Regions from separate parts of the Zea mays genome. Here region 1 is linked to region 2. The links are chromatin contacts, called in public Hi-C maps. All regions are on one chromosome and are shown on one strand. The core of a region is the stretch at or near the end of the contact, and the rest is flanking DNA. Distances in the headings are between cores, read along the strand shown. Region 1 holds the start of LOC100216954. Region 2 holds the start of LOC100281829 (harpin-induced protein).

Region 1 (4,107 bases), core at 1,235-3,734, 130 kb after region 2:
GATTATATTCATAAAATCAGTTAGAAAACGAATTTTAGTATCAAATTTATTGAAGAAACTTGACAAATTCATAGAAAATCCATACTTGGTCCAAATTAGTCCATTTCACTTTCTAAAATTTTGTAATTTTATTCTCTAGTACTTAGAGTCTCTGTATTTTCATGAAAACAGTATTAAAAATAATCTCTCACTAAATCCTATTTTAAGCACATAAAACCTTAGGAAATTCGTATCTCCTCCGTTTTAACTCCGATTTGATCCGTTCAAGTCGCGTTAGTCTCGTAGCGACGCGTGGATTATTATTACTCAGTTTATTCTTATGTTTGGTGTGATGTTAATTTTGCATATACCATGTTTGTTGTATTGCTACGACTAGCAGTGAGGACACGTGTCATCTGAAGATCATCCTGGTACCTGGAATCTCAAGTGTCAGGCAAGTTGTGCCCTTGATCACTTCTTTTTACCCACTCATGTTCTAATTAATCATAATGATCTGCATAGGTTAATTTTGATGGGACCCAATAGGTTACCCTAGTTTGATTATCTTTACACCTTGTTACCACTGAACTTTTTGGGTAGTACTTGCTAGTGCTTTATGTGGTTTTGGGTATGAAGATACATTACTCATGATTATACTATTGTTATCCGTTGTTATTTATCGTTCATGATAAGATCATTATGTTAATTGGAACATGGAGCGACCACCCGGGAAAACAGTGCTACCACAAGGGTTTAATGGGACGCCCTTGGCTGATTAATTAGGAAAGCTAGTGGAGGACTACCTTACCCGAAAGGGGCAAGGGCAGTAGGGGAGTGGTCAGTGTAGGGAGGCCCTCGGGAGGATTTTGCTGCGATGGCGGTCCTGCAAGGGATTCCTGCATTGGAGCTTCCTATAAACTGTAGCGGGTTTTCTGAAGCTAGTGGAACTTTGTAAAGGCCTCGTAGTGTTACCCTGCCTCGCCTCCTCGGTAGAGGTGTATGGGAAGTCGCGATCCCTTGGCAGATGGGTAACATGACTTGTGGGTAAAGATGCGCCACCTCTGCAGAGTGTAAAACTGGTATACTAGCCGTGCTCACGGTCATGAGCAGCTCGGACCCTCACATGATTAATTTATGGAACTAAATTCAATTTGTCATATGCATTGCATCGCAGGTGATGATGTTACTTTTGTTCTACTATTTACTTGGGTTGGTATTTACTTATACTTAGTAATTGCTAATAAAATTTTGACCAACTTTAAAAGCAATGCTCAGCTTCAACCATCCTCTTTGGTAAGCCTTACACTTCACATGAACTCACACCTTTGGCGAGTTCATGCACATTATTCCCCACAACTTGTTGAGCGATGAACGTATGTGAGCTCACTCTTGCTGTCTCACACCCCCCCCACAGGTCAAGAACAGGTACCGCAGGATGAAGCGCATGGAGGATGCTGCGATGTGTTCGTGAGAGGTCTAGGTCGTCGTCTCCCAGTCAACTTTGGGTTGCTGGACCGTTGTCTCCTTATAATGTAATTATTTATTTTGTACAGAACTCCTGTTATGTAGTAAAGATGTGACATTCGATCCTGTGCCATGAATCATCATATGTGTGAGACTTGGTCCCAGCACACCTGGTGATTATGTTCGCGCCCGGGCTTTGGACCCCTAAAACCCGGGTGTTACAGAAACGTGTTCGTCTATTCCATTTTTCTGTTTCTCGTATAACAATAGGTCCCATATATGGGTCTTCACAAACCACTTAAGCCTATCACGACAGAAATCCATACGCGTCGTAGCATTCTCACATAATACCACCTCGCTAGCTGAACGAGGGCAAGCGACTGAGCAAACTATAAAAAAAGATTAGTCAATTTTTCAACTCATATATTTCTTAGTTTTTTTACTAAAATAAAGTATAATATTTATTTTTATTAGTATAATATATTTTTCTTAGTCTTTTTACTAAAATAAAGTATACTATTTATTTTTATCAGTTTAATATCTTATATGTGGACCATATATTTATCCTGATATTAACTTTTTTATGGGTATCAAATATAATTGTGTGCCGTCGTAACACACATGTATCATATTAGTCTTTGAATATGACTACTATGAGACAATTGCATATTTGAGGCTCCTCCAAGGAAAAGTTTGGTGTGTGCTCAGGCATGAGGCTGCAGCATGTGTGGGATCCATGGCAATTGGCGAGAGAATCAGGAGGAGATTCAATCGGGTTATGTTCGTTCGTGTTTTCTCGTGGCCATATCTTCAAATAATAAATGTGTATAATTAATAAAGAGGTAAAACTATCTTGTCAGAGAGAAAATACATGAGATCAGATTATAAAAAGGAAGGATATACGTTAAATGATAGAATAATCAATTAGACACATTTTGTAGTACTTTTTTACGGATTAAATCTTTCTGTTGACATTATTGCGAAACATACTGTTTAGAGTATTGTATATGCAATTGTCTCTCCCCCTACCCCGAAGGCCGACTACCCCACTGCTCCGCCTCGCCTCACGCCACCACGGGGGGAGCGGGAGCCCGCGTTCTGTGCCCTCCGCGCCGCTGCAGTCCCTCCCCCTGTCCAGGCGGAGAGATCAGGTTGCCGGAGCGGAGGGGGGATTGGAATTGGAGCGCCAGCACCACCACAGATGGGGGGTCTGCTCAAGGAAGAGGGCCCGGCGGTGGATGTCTCCGTGGAGGGTACCCTGGTCTGGCTGCGCCGCCCCAACGGCTCCTGGTGGCCCAGCATCGTCATCTCGCCGCAAGACGTCCCCGAAGGCTGCGCCCCGCCGCCGCGCTGCCCCGCCACGCCCATCATGCTCCTCGGCCGTCGCCCCGACGGACCAACCTTCGTGTATGCCGCTTCTTTCTTCCTTCCTTCCGCACTCTTCAAGTTCGTTTCCCCCCACTTACTATTAATGGCGAGATGTCACACCATTTCAGTCAGTCAATCTCCTGCTCACTCCTCAAGTCCTAGAGTTATGGAGTGCAGCCAGCTACTCTAAGCCTAACGAACACTTGCTTGCGCTCGCCACAGCGACTGGTGTAACCTGGCCAGGTGCAAGCGCGTCAAGCCCTTCCGCTGCGGGGAGCTCGACTTCGAGCAGCGCATCACCAACGCCCTCACACTCGCCGCCAGCGGCAACAGGTCCAGCTGGAGCTACAACAAGGGCAGGTACGCCCGCATGGAGGGCGCCATTCTCCAGGCCCTCGACATAGAGAAGGATAGCGCTCTTGGCCCGGTAACCAAGGCCTACCTCCATGCCCCCAGCTGCTCACCTAGTCCCAAAGTTGGAATGCCCAACGGACAAGTCAAAGATGCTGCACCAAAGGATCCTTCTCCAGCCATCCAGCCGCCTCTGCCGCCGCCGCGGTCCAAGAGGAAGCGCAAGACGCCCTATGACTCCGAGGACGATACGCCTCAAGGCTCCTGCCGTATGAGGGATCTCAGGGACATCGGATCCAAGACGGTCCCCACAATGGACCTGTCTAATGCTGCCGCAATCTTTGCTCCCAAGTATAATGATCTGCCTAATGTTGGGCAGGCCAGAAGAATTGTGCGCTCTCAGGCCACCACAAAGAGGAAGCATGCTGCTGCACATCAGGACCAACCTTGCGGGATCCCCAGGAAGAAGGATAGGTCTCGTCCGCTCTCAGAGCTCTGCAATGGAGATATCTGGAATGGTTCCAGACCAAATGGTCAGAAGGCTGATGAACACTTGTTGGGTGTGGCAACATGTTCAAGCAGCTCCTCTGGCACTTCAACCTTGGATACTCCATTGGACACAAACAGCTGTCATCGCAGCGCAGCATCCACAGATCAAGCAAAGGGCACAGCAATATCCTGCATGGCAAGGCTACTCAGTGATGATTCACGGCATGGGAATGATTTTGTCGGAACTCCCCCTGCTGCACAAAATATCTCGGAACCCGGTAAACCTGCTCTGCTACTTTGTATTTTCGGGTAGTTTGATTCCTTTGATAGCAGTACCATGTCTTCTAACAATGGCAGCTATCATTTATGTTGGCTAGCTAGATGCATGAGCGTTGGTGACTGCTTGTTTGTGTTTATCTTCAACAGATTCTGGAAGATGCACATCACTTTATACTT
Region 2 (3,955 bases), core at 73-2,572:
TGTTTATCAAACGTTTGAATTTGTCACGGGCGGTGTTTGTTTCCAACACATATCGTCTTTCCAGAGTGGTGTGGCCTGTGAATTCTGCGAAAATAAGGTGGTGGCTTCAGAGGAGTGCCCGTGGATATCTCAGTTTGAAGTGGGTGGTGGCTTTGTGCAGTGTGAATATGGTTAGATAGTGCGAGGATATGGTCCCTTTTTCCACCGGGCCATGGCAGAACGGTTTTTGTGCCCGATAGAGTTCATTTTTCCCCCTCCAGATTTGGTATACGTAATGCTGCTGCCTGAAAGGAAAGAGATGGTGGCGCATTTTTTTTGCACCCGTTTTGGTGGTACACTGGTACCCGTCTTGTGTAAATCTGCATAGAGATAAATGAAGTTTCGAGGTGGTCAATGAATGATAATAGCTCTCTGGCATCGTGATGATTCGTTGTGGCTCCGCCTTGCTGTACGTTTTTTTGGTGCTGCCCCTGCGAATCATCTCGGCACTATTTTGTGATGATAAAAAAAAAGTAATATGCGCTGGAGATTCGTTTATTCAAATTTCCTGCATGTTTTACCTCATCCAGTGGCGGGTGCGCGGCCGGAACACGAACGCGGGAGGTGTCTGACAACGCCCGGGCGAGATCCTGGACCGATTGGTCTCGTGGAAAGGAACCACGGACACGACACGGCGGGTATCCGCCGCAAGCGCACCGCATTTTACTGTGTCCACGCCGACCGGGAATAGAGCACGGCCGCAGCCGGGAACGCCACATATCAAGTTATGAGAATCTGGATTGTTTTTAGAAAGCTGCGCAGACAAAAAAAAAAGTGTAGCGTTCGAGGGATTTGCTTCTACAGAACGCAGGCAAGCACATATATAGAACGAAGAAGAAACTGGCGTCGACGGAGAGGCTCCGCCATGCCAGCCTTGTCCTCCCTCGGAGGCCGTAGCTGGACGACATGCCTTGGTCCATTCGGAGAGCACCTCCCCGAGCTCGAGCACTAGAATGGAAGCCCGTCCGTGGAAGGCCTGGTCTGGTTCAGGTTCAGGTTCAGGACCACGTGGCCTTCGTGTAACCCAACTGCCAGCAATCAACATCGTCATGGCACGTACGTACTCGTCCCTTCTCGTCGTGTCGAGCAGAGAAGCAGCCGTAGCCAGGCCAGGCAATCAAGCTCGCTGACCCAATTTAATCCCCCACCGGTGCAAACAGAGCACCGAACGGGACGTCCAACTCCCCAACCACCGAGCATGGTCACCGTGGTGTGTGACAAGTACCTGCCCTGCCCGCCTTAATCATCTCGATCGTGTTCAGCAACACCACACAAGTGACACAACCAATGCCGGCTGTCCCCGGCACGCGCTCCAGCACCACCACGACCCATGGCCGACGCCGCCAACCCGCCGACCAAGCCCACCAAAGCCTCCGCTCCCTTCGTTGTAATTGACGCCGCCAGCGCCAACAAGGCCCGCGACGGTGGCGCCGATGCCCCGACACCGTCGGCGGGGCACGGCCGCCGCTGGCTGCGGCGGGCGTGCTGCGGCGTGGCCGTCGGCGGCGCGCTGGCCGCGGCGGCGGTGCTGTCGCTGTCGCTCACCGTGCTCAGGGTGCGGGACCCGACGCTGTCCATGGAGTCCGTGGCCGTCAGGCGCTTCAGCGTGCGCCTGGACGCCGCGTCCCCGGCGCGCCCGCTGCGGATCAACGTCACGCTGTCCGGCGCCATCGTGGTCCGCAACCCCAACTACGAGTCCATGCGGTTCGGCGCCAGCGCCACGGAGATCTTCGTGGACGGCGCGGCGGACCCGGGCCCCGTCGGCGTGGGCCGCGCGCCGCCCGGGGAGGTCCCCGCGCGCGGTGCCAGCCGGGTGGCCGCCGACGTCGACGTGCTCGTCGACAGGGTCGCGCCCGCCGTGGTCGCCCAGGTGCTGTTCGGCGGCGGCGAGGTGCGCCTCGCCACGCGCACCGCCGTCGACGGCAGGCTCAGCCTGCTCGGCGGGCTCTACGGCCGCCGCACCGTGCGCGTCGCCATGCGGTGCCGCGTCGCGCTCCGCGTCTCTGCCGCGGCCGTCGCCGTCGCCGGCAACCCCGCGTGCGTCGCGGACTTCGGGCGCTGACGTGGTCTACTCTTCGTCAGCTGTAGTCTGTGGGTGAGCCGGCCGGTGTAGTTTTTGCCCTTTCTCTTTACCGCCGGCGATGACCGGCGGAGATAGTTACGGTGGCAGCTATAACTGAACTGCCGCCGAATGATGATCCAATAACACTCCTGTCGGCTAGTCTCGTTTACAGAGGACAGACTTTGGGCACAATTCGATGACCAATTGATGATGGTGAGTCAGTTATTTTGACTGGTGGCGGCTAAGCTATAACTGAGCTGCAGCCTAGTGGTGCTCCAATAATACTCACTAGTATTTGGCGCGCCGAAATTGAATACTCCTGAACATTGGCGTACAGTGACAGAAACATTACATTATATACGTATATAGAGTGATACGGATGATTATGGATATTACATAATACATGGTAACCCATGATCATCCGTATATATTACATGGTCATTATATTTACAGACCGTTGTTGTTGTTGAGACAGCCTCAGCCAAGGTCGAGGAGAGAACCTTGCCGGCCACGTTGATGTTGAGTCTGGCTAGCGGGCAGGATTGAGTGCGCTGTACTAGAGATGGCAATGGAGACCCGATCTCCGATTTCCCGTGGGAAATTCCTCTGTTAGGGGACGGGTATGAGACTAATCTAGTCCCCGCGGGGATCTAAATGGGGCAAATTTAATCCCCGTCGGGTTCGCGGGAACGGGGGATGGAAAACGTTCCCCGTGTACCCGCCCCACGAAACTTTTTTATTCAAGTTAGTCAATTTATTTGGTAGAATTATAATAAAAACTCAATGCATGACATGTTATAAAATAGCAAACTAAACTCTAAAGTAGATGTCTATTGTAATTTTCAATCTTGTTTGTTAAATTTGTATTAATTTGATACAATTAATTTAAATTTATATTTAAATATTGTAGTTCTACTAAGGACAGATTCTCTGCGAGGTTCCCCACGGGGATAAATTCCCCGACGGGGACGGGGATGGGAGAAAAAGCTCCCCCGTGAGCGTTCGCAGGGACGGAGATAGGGAGCCATTCCCCGACGGGGAAATCCCTGTTGCCATCCCTACGCTGCCATCCCTACGCTGGACCTAGCTTAGAGATGGCAATGGATAAATACCCACCGAGTATTACTATCCCATACCCGTACCCACAACAAAAAATAACCCATCGGGTCACCCATATACACTGGTGGGTATGGATTTACCCTCATACTCATACCCATGTAGGTATAGGTCACCCATCGGGTCACCTATACCCACAAAAATTAAACATCTATCAAAATATTATATGATACAAATGTCAACTATATCTATCTAAATATCATTACAAAAATTCTAGCATCATTTAACCATCCATTCAACACACCAAAGATAATTGGATAAAGTAGTAACACTAGGACAATGCTACATAGCACATTATATTTTCCATTACATGGTCATTAAATTGTCGTTAAGCATTCTATGACATTATGGCTTAAAAGGTTGTTAAATAGTAAAAATGATGGATGACTAAATCCAAGTTCATGCTTGGGCTAAGTTTATATTGGGTATTTTATACCCACGAGTTTTAACGGGTATGGGTGAAGTTGAAACGTTCTAATACCCATTTACCCATTGGGTGAAGATTTTTGCTCAATAATAGACCCCACAGGTAGAATATTTAGCCCACATACATACCCTAATAGAGTAAATACCCATCGTGTATCGTGTCGCGGGTACCCATTGCCATCTCTAACCTAGCTCGTGGATCTAGCCCCTGTTTGTTTCAGCTTTTTAGAGCTTGTGGCCACCAAAAGCTGTTATGGACTGCCAAACACTTAACTTTTTAGTCGGCCTCTATAAAATTCGTTTGGGTAAAAA

The links. A called contact is a pair of places that touch in the nucleus more often than the background predicts.
Region 1: a contact with region 2 is called in a Hi-C map of ear, with 2.2 times the contacts expected there. The contact joins the promoter of LOC100216954 here to the promoter of LOC100281829 in region 2. A contact is called at or near these places in 3 of 25 Hi-C or Micro-C datasets (ear and leaf).

Annotation. Positions count from the first base shown.
Region 1 is chr6:178,493,551-178,497,657 of Zm-B73-REFERENCE-NAM-5.0, forward strand. It overlaps LOC100216954, which reads left to right and starts at 2,485. Exons shown (of 3, transcript NM_001401402.1): 1 at 2,485-2,850; 2 at 2,940-3,929. The coding sequence starts at 3,182.
Region 2 is chr6:178,366,585-178,370,539 of Zm-B73-REFERENCE-NAM-5.0, forward strand. LOC100281829 (harpin-induced protein) reads left to right here and starts at 1,323. Exons shown (of 1, transcript NM_001291643.1): 1 at 1,323-2,302. The coding sequence starts at 1,370. The coding sequence ends at 2,101. It overlaps LOC100381615, which reads left to right. Exons shown (of 15, transcript NM_001361456.1): 15 at 1-425.